Regions from separate parts of the Mus musculus genome. Here regions 2 and 3 are each linked to region 1. Evidence: chromatin contacts called from public Hi-C data. All regions are on one chromosome and are shown on one strand. The core of a region is the stretch at or near the end of the contact, and the rest is flanking DNA. Distances in the headings are between cores, read along the strand shown. Region 1 has its middle 31 kb from the start of Gm40660. Region 2 has its middle 13 kb from the start of 1700016G22Rik. Region 3 overlaps Gm35330 (a long non-coding RNA gene).

Evidence for each region. A called contact is a pair of places that touch in the nucleus more often than the background predicts.
Region 2: a Hi-C map of adipose-derived mesenchymal stem cells shows a contact between it and region 1, with 3 times the contacts expected there. The contact joins two enhancer-like sites. A contact is called at or near these places in 7 of 39 promoter capture datasets (the 3T3-L1 cell line, frontonasal cranial neural crest, hippocampal neurons and 3 more), 5 of 484 Hi-C or Micro-C datasets (adipose-derived mesenchymal stem cells, nephron progenitors, stem cell-derived neural stem cells and 2 more) and 3 of 115 datasets of contacts at active chromatin or transcription factors (cardiomyocytes, embryonic fibroblasts and epiblast stem cells).
Region 3: a Hi-C map of embryonic fibroblasts shows a contact between it and region 1, with 2.6 times the contacts expected there. The contact joins two enhancer-like sites. A contact is called at or near these places in 6 of 484 Hi-C or Micro-C datasets (the C2C12 cell line, adipose-derived mesenchymal stem cells, embryonic fibroblasts and 1 more) and 3 of 115 datasets of contacts at active chromatin or transcription factors (the 230-238 cell line, heart atrium and large pre-B cells).

What each region holds. Positions count from the first base shown.
Region 1 is chr13:5,422,019-5,426,587 of GRCm38.p6, reverse strand. No RefSeq gene overlaps it. Among named protein-coding and RNA genes, the nearest start is that of Gm40660, 31 kb to the left of the region's middle. Within about 2 kb of position 2,262, at least 67 of the 459 cell types and tissues checked have an H3K27ac peak or open chromatin away from gene starts, as enhancers often do. A contact at or near this core is called in the C2C12 cell line, adipose-derived mesenchymal stem cells, embryonic fibroblasts and 2 more, where this site is marked.
Region 2 is chr13:5,842,781-5,847,349 of GRCm38.p6, reverse strand. No RefSeq gene overlaps it. Among named protein-coding and RNA genes, the nearest start is that of 1700016G22Rik, 13 kb to the left of the region's middle. Within about 2 kb of position 2,044, at least 292 of the 459 cell types and tissues checked have an H3K27ac peak or open chromatin away from gene starts, as enhancers often do. A contact at or near this core is called in adipose-derived mesenchymal stem cells, embryonic fibroblasts and uterus, where this site is marked.
Region 3 is chr13:5,711,732-5,716,300 of GRCm38.p6, reverse strand. All of the region lies in intron 1 of Gm35330 (a long non-coding RNA gene), which reads left to right. Among named protein-coding and RNA genes, the nearest start is that of Gm35330, 11 kb to the left of the region's middle. Within about 2 kb of position 1,945, at least 178 of the 459 cell types and tissues checked have an H3K27ac peak or open chromatin away from gene starts, as enhancers often do. A contact at or near this core is called in the C2C12 cell line, embryonic fibroblasts, heart atrium and 1 more, where this site is marked.

The DNA.
Region 1 (4,569 bases), core at 1,013-3,512:
GAGAGATTAGACCTTTTTTAACAGTTACCGAGCCATCCCCATGGAAATGGACCTAACCTTTAACAACCCAGACATTCAAGTTGAACTGTGATAATCCAGTCACACATCACTAACCCAGTAACTTAGAACAATCACTACTAGACTGTAGTGCAAACTTGTCTGTGGATGCAAGACCATTCCACTTCCAGCATCAGAGAACAAAGAAAACATCAGATCTCAGTCAGACAGACGCTGGCTTACCTATCCAACCATTTCCAATGCCAAACTGACAAGCTGCTCTCTGGAACTAGATAACTGCAATAGAAACATTCTTATTTAGGGGTTAATGTATTAAAATTTTAAAGCAATCAGTGAAAACTAATAAAAAGGACTTATACCCATAAACATGCTGAAATGATGGTCACACAGCGCTCATTCAAGTCTTCAAAGAACAGCAGAATTAATGCCTAATTAATTAACATCTATTAGAGATAGGTTTATAAGGCTGCAATATGGAGACATTGAGAAAATGCCCAAGGCTACTAGGTGAATTATTATCCAGATCGCTGCCTTTCTCTATCCCACACTTAGGTGTGTGTGTGCGTTCTGAGCACAGGAGAAAGCTAAAGCTCATAAAAGACGATTACAACAGGAATGCCTGATGTTTTAGGTATTTGTCATAAACTCACAAATAAAATCTATCACCCATAAGGTGTCTTTATTAGAGTAAGACCTGACAATGATTTATTAGACTGCAGGGATACTATAAAGAACAGCCTTGACACTCTGCGTGTTTAACAGCACGGGAAGTACAATAACCTTCCTCAAGTGAACCGATGGGAGTGTGATTATTTACCCATGTTTAAATTTACGTGCCCCAAACAGGAAAGCTGCCAACTAGGCCTGTTTGCTAAGGATTTGGGGCACAGGTGGGCCTGCTTCATAGCCAGCCATAAAACGCTTGCTGGGCCAGCACTATTAAGGAGACTGGAGACAGCACCATTGATGAGTCTTGAGGAGTAGATTATGAGTCAGGAAGAGGAAACATTTATTTCTTGGCATCCATCCATTTCATAACTCAGAATAGCATGTTTTATGACAAGGAGGATACTGCATGGAACACTGCATTATGTTAATGGAGAAATAGGTGGGCAGGGAACTTTGAGGACATTTAGGAATGAAGCTACATGTTCATAGTTTGCTCCAGCCCAGTCCCTTCCTGCAGTTTGTGGTATTCAGATTAGAATGTCCTCGTGCCTGGGCTAAAGCTCTTAACCCCACTTCCTGAAATCAAGCATTTTTAACTTAGGTACCAGTCACTTTATTGGATCTGTGTCTAAAGAGAGTGATTCTATAGACCAGTGAATGAGTCTCTCTTCTTATTTTATTATTAATTATTGTCTTTAACAATTTTATAAATGAATATGAATGCACTATGATTAGTCCCCACCACCTCCAGACCATCACCCTTCTTGCCCAGTCAAGTCTCCTTCTCCTTACAAGTCCCTTTATCACATTTATGTCTTTTTCTTTTTATCTTGTGATTTATTCTGTTTAAACAGGGCTGCCTCTAGTGACTATGGGATTTTAACTCTCCATTTTATCCAAGAGGACACGTCTGTGGACACAACTGCTTCCTGTGCACAATCCACCACTAGCTTTTGTCTATTACTATGTGGAGCTCAATTCATCTGTTCTCTGCATCCATCAAATGTTATTCATGGAGAATATTATATAGAATCAAGCACAAATTATGTGAATTTTTGTTATAATAAAATAATTCCTTACTCTACAAATTCTATTGTTTTTTAGCTTGTCCAGAGTGACTCTCAGTACTCTTTATTGTTTATTCTAGGAAGAGAGGAACCAAGTGACTCTTGTCTTCCTCTTTCCCAATAATAGCTGACCCTTAAAGGACATTAACATTGATGTCCCTATAGCTAAGAATTAGGCCACCATGCCATAGCAACAGTCACTTGTTTGTAGGAGCTTCATCAGTGATTATGAGTTGAGGCAGACAACAGTCATCTATATTCTTAAGCAAATACTTGGAGTAATATTTAAGAGATGCATCACATTTATCTAGTAAAATGATAGAAGTTGCTTCCTCATTGGTACCTCCAGCTTTCCAAGTCAGTTTTTTGACTTAGCTTACACAACCAGAAGAGAACTCACTTTTGAGAAACAGGCCTTAAATTCAAAGCTTGTTGGTCTTACCCATTATTAGGGAGCCGCTATTGCATAAGCTGTCACTTCCTGCCTGGCAAGTTGGATTTTAGCAAGCTGGACACATAATCAAGCAGGAATGTTGTTGACTGTTCACTAGCAGCCTACAGAATTCCCTCTGGTGCTGTAAAAGCCAGCCAGCAAAGTAGGAATTTCCAGTTTTGTCCTAATTTAATTTCTCTATGTCCTGCAGTCAAAGGATGTGGTGTCTTCAGCAATAGGGTTTTAACATGTAGGTCTGGAATACAACCAACAACAGTAGCAATAGCCTCTCTGGTTTGTGGGGCCTCAGAGGCTTCCATGGCTAACAACTCATAAGGATGTAGCTTACTCTTGGCACTGGGGCTTTTATTCAAACTCAGTATGGCTTCTGAGAATATCCTTTTATATCTATATAGGGTTGCTTTTTAATTTTTTCCATTTAACTTGATCTAGTCCCAGTAGGACTTTAAGGTGTATGGAGTGCCCCTGCATCTGGTTGTTTCTCCTGTGACTTTTCAAATGTGGGGATAGCACTCAGAGGTCAGTGTTATGCCATCTATATAACAAAACATTTTCCAGAGAATGGACAGGACAAGGAAACATCCCAAACCATCATCCCACATCAAAGAGTGAATTTACAGTGAAGATGGTCAACATGAACACAGAATTTGTGAGCAAGGCGAATCTTACATTCTCATTATTTAGGCTTCTGACCCTGTAGTCCCCAGCACCCCAAATTTTCAGAGATTCTTTGGGATCTTTATGGCTCCATCTCACATTCTGTTCATACTTACCAAGTCCAGTTTCTCTTCATTCCTAAAGGACAGAATCTTGTATTCCATCATGGCAGCCAACTAACTGAGTAATCCTTATTAATAAACATTAACAATTTGATATGATGGCACTTTTGTGGAAAATCTCACTTGGTCAACTGTGAGGCTGAGCATAGTCCAAATAGCACCACCTAGCTCATTATGGACTCTACCAGGGCATGGAGCTGGCACAGCTGACATTAACGTGCACTTAGCACACGGAAGATTTCCTCAGCTGTCCTGTATTTACTGCTGAGTAAATAGGAGGGGAAATTACAGGTCAGTTTGACCCTGTTGCATAGCAACACCATGTTGTAAGCAGAAAATGATTATCCAAAGACACAGATATTTTAGTATTCAGTGGGAAAGCTGCCCCCAGAATGCATTTTTATAGTAAATTATACCAATTTCTGAGGGATATTCATAGATACTCAGAAAGATTTTTGCTTATCTGTGGTTTGGGGTCTTGCTTCCACACTTACAGGGCTGAAGTAATATTACAGCTAACTATATCAGTATAGGTGCCCATGCAAAAAGGAAAAGAAAGAAAGAAAAAAAAAAGTAGTGGCCAGAGAATTTATTTGTCCAGCCTTGAAGCTGATGGCTTTACCACCCTCTCTTCTGATATCATTCTGAGTTTAAAAAACCATAAAGCCAATCTTAGTGTAGTTATTTGTAGTTATCACAGCAGTATTCAATCATAACAGCATCAGGTTAGATGTAGAAGCAATATGTGCACCCCCTTTTTCCATAAATCATAATCAAGTTTTAATTGAATGAATTTTTCCAAATTAACAATTAAAATGTGTATTGTATTTTTTTCAGAAAGTGATGTGAAGTTTCAACATTTTAATGTGCTTTTTTTGTGAGGAGAGTAGATTATCCAGTCTCTGGGGGTATTCAAATAATGGTTTGTGTGTGTGTATGTGTGTGTGTGTGTGTGTGTGTGTGTGTGTGTGTGTGTGTGTATGTGTGTCTCTGTGTATGTGCCTGTCTGTGTGTCTATGTCTCTGTGTGTCTGTGTCTATGTGTTTGTGTCTTTGTGTATGTGCATGTCTATGTGTATGTCTGTGTGTGTCTCTGTGTGTGTGCATGTCTGTGTGTGACTATGTCTCTGTCTGTCTGTCTGTCTGTCTGTCTGTCTGTCTGTCTGTCTGTTTCTGTGTGTGTCAGAAGTCAATGTCAGATATCTTCCTTCCTCAATCACTTTTCCACCTTTTGTTTAATTTGTCAGTTAGTTCATTTTGAGATGTGGTCTTTTGCTGAGCTTTTATTGAAAAATACAATTGTCAGAGTCCAATGACACAGGTAGAAAATAAACACTTTAGAAATATGCCTGTAGGCATTTTTTTTCTGTAGGAAGAAAAAAAAAAAAAAAGAAAAAAGAAAAAGCAACTGTAAACTGACCTGATTTACTCAGAGGAAACGGGAGATCTGAAGAAATGTATGACTAGTGTGAACCTGGCGGTCATTGACTCACCTGGTATCCCTGGCCAGTGAGCTCTGGAGACACTCTTGTCTCCATGTCTCTCAGCACTTGGGGTTACAGGAGACTGCAGTGGCACTGGCT
Region 2 (4,569 bases), core at 795-3,294, 420 kb before region 1:
TCAGAGTTTACTATTTAAAAATATAAAACTAACAATTACAGATGGAAACTATTCATCCTGAGATTTAAGGAGGGAAAAGACTTTTTTTTTTTTTTTTTTTTTGGTTAAAGTCTAGAGCTTTCTAAGCTCTGAGCAGACTGCCCTCCGGCTGATGCATTTACAAAGAGCAGAACAGGAGGCAGCCATGGGTGTCCTGAAGTCGAACTTGAGTCTGACCAACCTTGTCTGAGGAGCCTGTTTCTTCTGCATGTACACAGAGGCCAAAGTGGTCGTATGCTGTGGTTGTGTGTGGTTTCATGTTCTAACACAGCATCCAACAGTAACAGTCACCTTGCAAAAAATACGTGTATTGTATTGGGTGGAGATTTATCAGATCAAGAAAGCCAATGATTGGCAAAAGATGTCACACATTTAAGGTTAGAGACCAGAAACCCTTTCCATTTGAATCATCTGAGCTCTGGGGGGAGGGGAGGGGCACAACTTAGTTACTATTTGCTAACTATTGAATGCAAGATATAATTTTCTAATTAAGAATATTTCAGAGGTAAAAGTATTGTTCTAAAACTGTTATCTTAGTGACTATTATGATTATTATGAGTGTTCAGTGGGTAAAATAGTTCAGTTATTTATGTAAAAATTTATAATGTTTAATCTATGTTCAACTTTTTTGTCTGTTGGATTAATTGCTTTTGATTGCCAATTATCATACCTGCAAAGTTTTAATAGACAAAGGTAAACTTCAGATTATGCCAGGTCATAATGAAAAAAAATCAGAATTTTAGTAAAACTCTAGTATTTAGTAATGTGTTAAGAATTATATATAAGGTTATATTTATGTTTTTGTGTATATACACGTACATATGTAACAACAAAAACAAAATAAATGAGGTTATCAATTTGAGACTGAATGGGTTAGAAAAGAAGAGTTTGAGAGATGTAAAGGAAGGAGGGAAGTGATATATTTTAATTAAAATATTTTTTGAAAGTTTATCGAGGGTCTGGAGAGATGGCTCAGCAGTTAAGAGCATTGACCCTTCACATAGCAGCTCAGACCCATCTGTAACTCCAGTTCCAGGCTTCTGACACTCTCACACAGACATAATGCAGTCAAAAAAGCAATAAACATAAAATTATGTTCAAAATCAGTTTATCTAAACAGACCAGGCTCCGGCTAAGTATAGAAATGTTAGTATTTAGGGCTGAGAGGTTTTCTATCTGGACTCCAATACCCTAACCCATCCCCTTTAAAAATAGTAAACATATCTTCTATAGCTTATAGCAGTCATTTGATCCTAACATTTGTGAAAAACCTGTTTTGCAACATTTTAATAATGGCTTATCAAGAAATTCTTTCTTATTTGCTAGAATGCATAAATTAAAAACCTGAAAACAAGCATGGTTGCCTTGCGGTAGGTTTTTTTTTTTTTTTTCAAACGAGCCAACAAAACGGAATATAATATATGATCTTTTCTGGTCTAGCCCAGGCTGAGTCATTTCCTGTTTCAATAACAAGGATGTCATCAGCTAAACTCCAAGCAGCACAGTTTGTCACTGTGTGTGGCTTTATTTGTACATGTTGCTAGAAGGTTCTTAAGGAGCGTACACTCATTATTTTAATACCAGAAAAGAACCTTCCAGTGAGCACCTTTGGCTCTGGTTGGTGCTTCTGTATTATTTATGCTATAGCTAATCTGAGTGGGGAAATGAATGTATGCCCAGCTACATACAGTCACACTCGATGACACCGTAATTCTGTCTTGGGAATTCATAATTTACTCAGGTCACCAAGGTAGTTCACTCCAGTGTGGAATGTTTACCCAAATGTTGAGCTCTGGGCTCCAGTGCCAGCGGATATCAGAACTGAGAATGGTAAGGTCCGGATGTTGCCTGGATTTGCTGGTGTGACCCACACAGCAGCCACACTCCTCTCTGATTTCTTTGTCTAAAGGTTCTAAGATTCTTTTCCTAGAATCACAAGAGGGAGTTTGCACTGTTTACATGGTCAGCGCTCAGCGCACAGTGTTCTCTGAGTTGGTCCCGCTGAGACCCGTCGCCATGCCGATTGTAAATGACTCATCTGCATGAGTCAGCGTCTTCAAGGCGAGATGGCTATCTATTGCCTTTGTGCTACTATTTTTCCCAATTGGTGTTGTCCAGCAGCTGCAGATTCCAAACTATGTGCCTGTTTCTAGAATCCAGGAAACGTTGTTCATGGTTCAGGCAACATCCCCGCAAAGGGTAGGAGGCACAGGATTTAGATTTCTCATCAGACCCCTTTAATGTCTTTCTCAATTGACTTGAGTACGTTTCTCAGTATCAGGGGAAGCATTTCAGGAATTTTCTAGGTCTTACCTGTGAGAAGCCATTCTGATGACTCACAGGGATGGGACATTCCCCCTAGATTAAGGATTAAAGCAAAACAAAAAGAATCCTATTAGAAGAGGGGATTTCCTGGTGAAAAGAGAACCCTAAACCAAAAGACACCCACTTTTGTCTGAGCTTAAAAATCGTATTGCTTGTCACACAGAGCAGAAGGATCTTAAGGATCACACTTTCAAACCCTCATAGAGAATTATATTATGACTCAATTTCCCCTCCAGTGTATCTTAAAAATTCATCAGAGTCTAACGATACAGGCCTCTTTTGGTTGCAATAATTAACATCATATTGGCATTCAGTATGACTCTAAGTTCTGCATAAGTGTCTAAGGCGGTGATAGACAGGGTGGAATTGCTAAGTAAATGTTTACTGTAGGTTATAAAATATGAATAAAATGGGCATGGCTGTTTTCCTGTTACTTGCAGCCCCGGGGTTACTTTCTGGGTGAGCAACATGTGACCACCTCTGAATCAGTTACAACTGTAACTGTAAGCCTCATGGACTGAGATCCTGTGGATCTGACTCCTCCATGAGTTGCTAGGCTTCCGTTTCATAAACACCGTTGAAGAATTAGTTGCTATGTAACTTCCAACACCCTTGGATTAGTCCCACATTCTCCTAGGGGAGGGTGATGCTCATATTGGGGAAAAAAAACTCTTTCTAAAAAGGTGGCCCATCTTCTGTCCATGGCCACAGACACAGATTATTCCCAGTCTCAAAGCTACTATTTGGGGATAGAGAAATAGTTTGATTTCAGTCCATTTAAATGGTGTGGTCCCTCATCAGCAGACAGAAGCAGTCCCATGAAGAATGGAAGAAATGCTAAGACTACCATGGATTACTTCCATTTACCAAGAGTTTACAGGCAGAGCTTCAACCAGGCTACTCATTTCCTGCTTTGCCTCCAACAGAACCGGTTCAATCCTGTACTTATCTCCACTTCGTCCTAGCCCTTCAGGCTCCCTCCTTGGTGGTCAGGGTTTTGCATTCAGAGAATTGACCTTTACCATACATCAATTGTTAACTGATAAGGAATTCAAAAGACTTCTTAAATCCTTAGCTTTCAGAGCTGTGCTGAGACCACTTTCAGTCTTAAGTCTCTTTACCCACAATAACCTAAATTCCAGTCAATATGTCTCCCTGCCAGCCTGGACCACAGCAAAGAGCTAACATAGCCTCTCCCTTGCCTCTAACTTGCTGTGTCTTCTTTGACTTCCATTTGCTGGTCTTCACTTAGCACCAGTTAAACTCTGTCTCTCTGAACTACTTTGCTGTCATTCTGGACTCAATGGTCTCTTTCTCCTTTGCTAATGATTCTGCTATTGGCTTGAAAATGATTTGTGATCTACAGTTTTAGTGGTGTGTCTTCTGTGTAGATGGTCAAAAGTGAGAGTTTCTCTCCTTCCCAGCACATTTAAATGCTTCTAACCACAGAAAGAACATTCCAGCTATGTTTCTATGGATAAGCAAGTCAGCTTCCTCTCCAAGCCTCAGTTTCCTTATGTGTACCACGAGAGTACAAAACCTACCTGACAAGAATTGTTGTGAAGGACAAGGGAGGGAACACGTAAAAAAGAGTAGGGCGCTTACATCCAGCAGCTCTTCTGGAGATACCAGGTTAAGATCATAGGAGAACTGGGCTCATTAGTTCTCCAAGAGAAGACAGCTATACACCAGGCGCTATTATTAGGATCTCTGATTTGGGGTTCTGAACTTGTACGTTTGACAGGGGCTTCATGTCCTCTGTGTCATTCAATAGTGACAAACGAAAAGAAAAGATTCTGGCAGATGATCAACAGCCTTTCCTGCTGCTGTGGTCATAAACCCCATGGCTATTTTAGGGCCAGTATTGTTCAAGCTGGATTTAGTTTTCCTTTGCTGTCTATTTTGGCGTTGAGTCGCTCTAAAAGGGCAGGCTCCACATGGTGTGTCAGGCCAGTGGCTCATCCACTGTCTTTGTCCAAGTTTACTCAGTGAAAGATACCACCACCAATGAGAAAATGAAAGTCAGAAAGAACTTGAAAAAGATCTCATTCTCCATTTAGAATCTTAAAAATACATTTTTTATACAAAGTCATATCCTAGGAAGTGTTTCTTCTTTTTAGTTGTAAAATTAAAGAAGGTCATATGTATCTAATTATGCGATTTATTAGAGGAAACATCTATCTTTAGATATTCACAGATCTCTCT
Region 3 (4,569 bases), core at 696-3,195, 290 kb before region 1:
CACGTTTGCTCAATTTTACATTCCTAGAGTTCATTTTCAAATGCATACCCCTACCATATCAGCATAGAGACAGACAAAATTATTTGTGGGTTTAAAATGCTTAGCTGGGAAACACATTGCCCTAGCAGTTGTCAAATTATTAGTGTTGTCTGATCATGCTTTCTAAACATTTCTTCATTGAGCATATTGAGGACTATTTATGCATTTGTCTGTCTGATTGTCTGTCTGTCTGTCTATTATCTATCTGCCTATTATCTATCATCTACCTGTCTATCAAACATCCATTATCTGCCGTCTCTTTACTCTCTATGTGTCACCTATTTACCATCTCTCTCTCTTTCTATTACACATCTATTTATCTATTTGATCATCTATTGTTTCTCATCTATTTACTAATCATTTTATTATGTATTAATGTCAACTCTTATCTATTGATTAATCAATAGATCTATAATCACATCTATCAACATATGTTGATCAATTGGTCTATCATTTGTCAGTTTTCTACTTATTATCTATTGGTGTACATTCATATTTACCTGTTCATATTGATCTGTGTGGAAATGATACAACAAAAGAGCATTTAAAAACAACTTATTTATTTATGATTGGTGTAAGTTTTCTTTTAGCCTCTAACCACTTCTTCAAAGTCCACCAAAAATGAAGGCCAAGAGGCAGTGAACATATCTCAGTTGGCAGAGTACTTGCCTAGCACGCATAAAGTCCTGAGTTCAAACCCTAGGACTAGAAAGCCAAGCATTTCACAGTGCTGATTCTAGAAGTTGGATGAATAAGAAGTTCAAGTGATCCTAGACTACCAAGTTCAAAGGGCCATGTAAGACTCCTTTAAAATAATAAAAAACAAATCACCAAATAAACCAACAAAAGCTTTAAACAAAGCCAAATCTAGGACCCCTGTCTTAGTGCATAGACAGTTAAAATAACAAAGCATCAGTGTGTGACAACGGATGTCTTATCATAGCATCTCATGCTGACTGTTAATTCGACAGATGCTTGCTGAAGCTCTGGTAAATATCAGGCATAGGAATTCTCAATATCAGGAATTGAGAATTCAAAAAAATCCATTTCAGGTCCTCGAAGAAGCCACATGACTAATCAGTTGAGGTGAAATATGTGTCTTTCAAATATAATAAGAACTAATTGCCAATTCTGAGAATACTGAAGGCTGCCTAGGTCCCTTTCCAAGAAGCATGTTATCTGATGAGCATGTTTATTCTCTGGTCTCTGGTGTCCAGACCACATTCTCTAGGGCTTTTCCTTCACAGACAATAACAGTCTCCAAGGGATTATCCTGTGTGTATATTTGTGCTTTTCAGTGTCTGCCATGGCACTCTGTGGCTCTGTGATGTAAACACTTATCTTCAGGTCATGTGATTTGGTCTCCTCAGAGCCACAACATTGTCCTGGCAACAGCTTTGATAGTAGGGTAAGTAAACTGATTTATAGACTCTATCTGAAGCAGCACACATCAGGAACATTTATCATATTCTAGATGTAGTTGTAGATGAAGTTGACCTAGGTAGTTCCAGGGAGGCAAACATTTGAAATGAGTCCCGGAAACGTTTTTCATCTTGAATTGGCATTGAAATATACGGATCGGATGTCTTGGCTTATGTCTACGGGCTGTTCATAGGGTTAATTCTATTATGGAATGGCACTATTCTGTTTCTCTGCCCAGTGTGTCTAAAGTTACCTTCTGTAATGGGTAGTATACAGCTTTGGCCACCAGATGTAACTGTCCCTGACTTGAGCCGTAACAATAGCTCCAACCTCACTTGCGAAGAGCAACCAAAACAAGCTGAGGAAAACGCTTCCTTGCCGAAAGAACACGTGTTCCAGAACGCGAGCTGCAGCAGACAGGCTACGTTCTTCTGCAGTTGACATTCTTTCCCCACTGACTTATTTTTACTTTCTGTTTGACTTGGCTTGCTTTTCTTTTTCCCTAAACGGTTTCTTCAGTCCTTCCTCCCTGGTAGGGTTTCCAGAGTGAAAGTCCTTTCTGCCCACACTTCGCAGAACTCAATGCAGACTCTTGTCCAGGGTCACTTGACGTCAAGGCTGACTTTTAAGTTTGCCAGAAAGACGATCTTTAGGGAACAGTTGACACCATCACTTTCTCTCTTTAGCATACAGCTACAAGCTGCCGAAGTTTATAGTTTACAAATTGCATTTCTAAACAATTTAATAAAAGGAAGACAAGAGGAGACTTTGAACACTGACAACTAACTCTTTTAAAAGACTTTTAACATCAGCATGTGTTAATTCATTACTCACTCCTCTCCCTCTCTCCTTGAGTTTTAAAATGCTTTAAACATTCCATTGCTTTTAGAATGCATACTTAAAAATCATTTATTTCTATCCCCTGAGATCATTCTATATTGTTTACTTTGTATGCTTGGATGATGTGCCCTCTGGATCTTAATAAAATCTACTTGAAAGCTTACATTGTGCTTATTTATAATTTTGAGTCTGTAGAAATTTCTCCGTTTAACAATAACTTTCTTGACTCTGTTCTCTGACATAAAAAATGGTTCTTGAAACCTTCTCTCTTCTCTTACTATTTAATCCATCCCATGACACCTTTTCCCCCTCCCTTTATTTTTTTTAACAGCCTGTCACTGAGTATTTGTTTACCAAATGTTACTTTTCTTGGATAAAATCTATTTTTGAGGCCTGCAAAAGCCAACAACTGTTTGATGCTGTCAGGCTTCGCTTTTATTTATGCATGAATAACATAAATAACTTGAAAATGACCCTAGCCTGTTTTTCTCAGATTTAGAGAGAGAGAAAAAAGTGCTTCCGGGCAATGTTTATGCCAAACCTCCTCATGCCAACTTTCCGGTTTTGGTGCCAACTGGTGTTTACAGCCAAGTTGTAAACCTTTGGTAAACACGACCCGTAATAAAAAGGCCAAGACAACCTGAACCAGGGCACTAAGGAATGGGTGTAAGTTTACTCTAAGACCAAAATTCTAACAGGAACAGAAGTGGGGAGTCAGCCAACTATGAAGTGCTCTCTCCAACCCACTGTAGCATGGAGAATACACAAATGATGGGTTTGTCTGCTAAGATCCCATTAACCCCACTTAGGCATTTTATTGGTTTCCTTTGCCACTGATTCAGAGAAGCCCAGTGATAAATTCAAAGTACCAGCTTTTATGTTGCCCAGTGGTTTGTTGTTGTTTGTTTGTTTGGTTGGTTGGTTGGTTGGGTTTGGTTTTGAATGTAAACTCTAACCAGGAGTAGAGATAAGAGCCTTAGCCTTGAGATGCTGTGTTATGTTGATAAGGACTGGCCAGAGTGCTTAAGAAAGAATCAATAGGCCCTTTTAAAATAAATTCAGAGATACCCATCCATGCCTACATTTTTTGAGTATGATGTATTCTGTATGTTGTTTATAAAACGCAAAGAAAAATATGTTCTTTATTATTTTTATTATTACTATTACTGCTACTAGTAGTACTATTCTCTCATATATCTCATTTATTTCCCCCTTCCACCCAGTCTTCCCTCCTTTCCCTTCTCCAGATCTACTTCTCCATTTCCCTTCCGAAGAGGGCAGGCCTCCCAGGGATATCAACCAAAGGTGCCATATTCAGTTGCAATACTATGAGGCACCTCCTACTTTGTTAGGATTCTATTTAGTGTGTGTGTGTGTGTGTGTGTGTGTGTGTGTGTGTGTGTGTGTATGTGTATGTGTGTGTGTGTGTGTGTGTGTGTGTGTGTGTGGTATGTGTGTATGTGTTTGTGTGCATGTTTGGAGGTATGCACAAATTTGTGCCTGTACATGTGCCTATGTGAGCATGTAGAGATTAGAAATCTATGAGGTTGTGTTCCCTCGTCACTTTCCCCTTATTTTATAGAGACAGGTCTCTCATTGGACCTGGAAGCAGACTGTCTGGCAAGAAAGCCCCAGGGAGCCTCCTGTCTCTACCTACCTAGAACAGCAGCCTCCATGAGAGATTTTTATGTAAGTTCTGGATATCTAATTCAGGTCTTCACGCTTGAGGGAAGTACTCTACACACTGATTGCTTCACTGCCTCAGAGCCTTATTTATGATTCTGTATAAGTAGTTTATTTCCTTGGAGTGAGACCCAGGCGTCTAATTGGCCTCCAAAATTGAGCAGGGACATCTACTTCTCTTTAAAGTCTTCATCTCTGAGTCTTTCCTGGATTCTAAGTCCCGTGACCTGATTCATAGCTCCTGAGTTGCTGGTGGTTCTGGTTCTGGTTACCATGACCTGGTTCTGTAACCAAAACTGGTTTGGGGGGCCTGGTCCTATGTCCCAGTCCAATGACCTGGCTGATTCTCAATCCTGGTTCTTTGACTAGCCATGAGTCCAGGTCCTGTTACTGGCTTCTTGTCCTGGTCTAGTTTCTGCTGGCCCTGTGTCTTAGTCAAGATCCTGGCTCTGTGTTTTGGTCCTACCCTTGGCACTAAATCTTAGTTCAGCTCATTGTCCTGTGTCCTGGTCTTGTTTCTGGTCTGTGTTTTAGTCCAGATGTTGGCCATGTGTTTTGGTCATGCTTTTAACCCAGTGTTCTGTT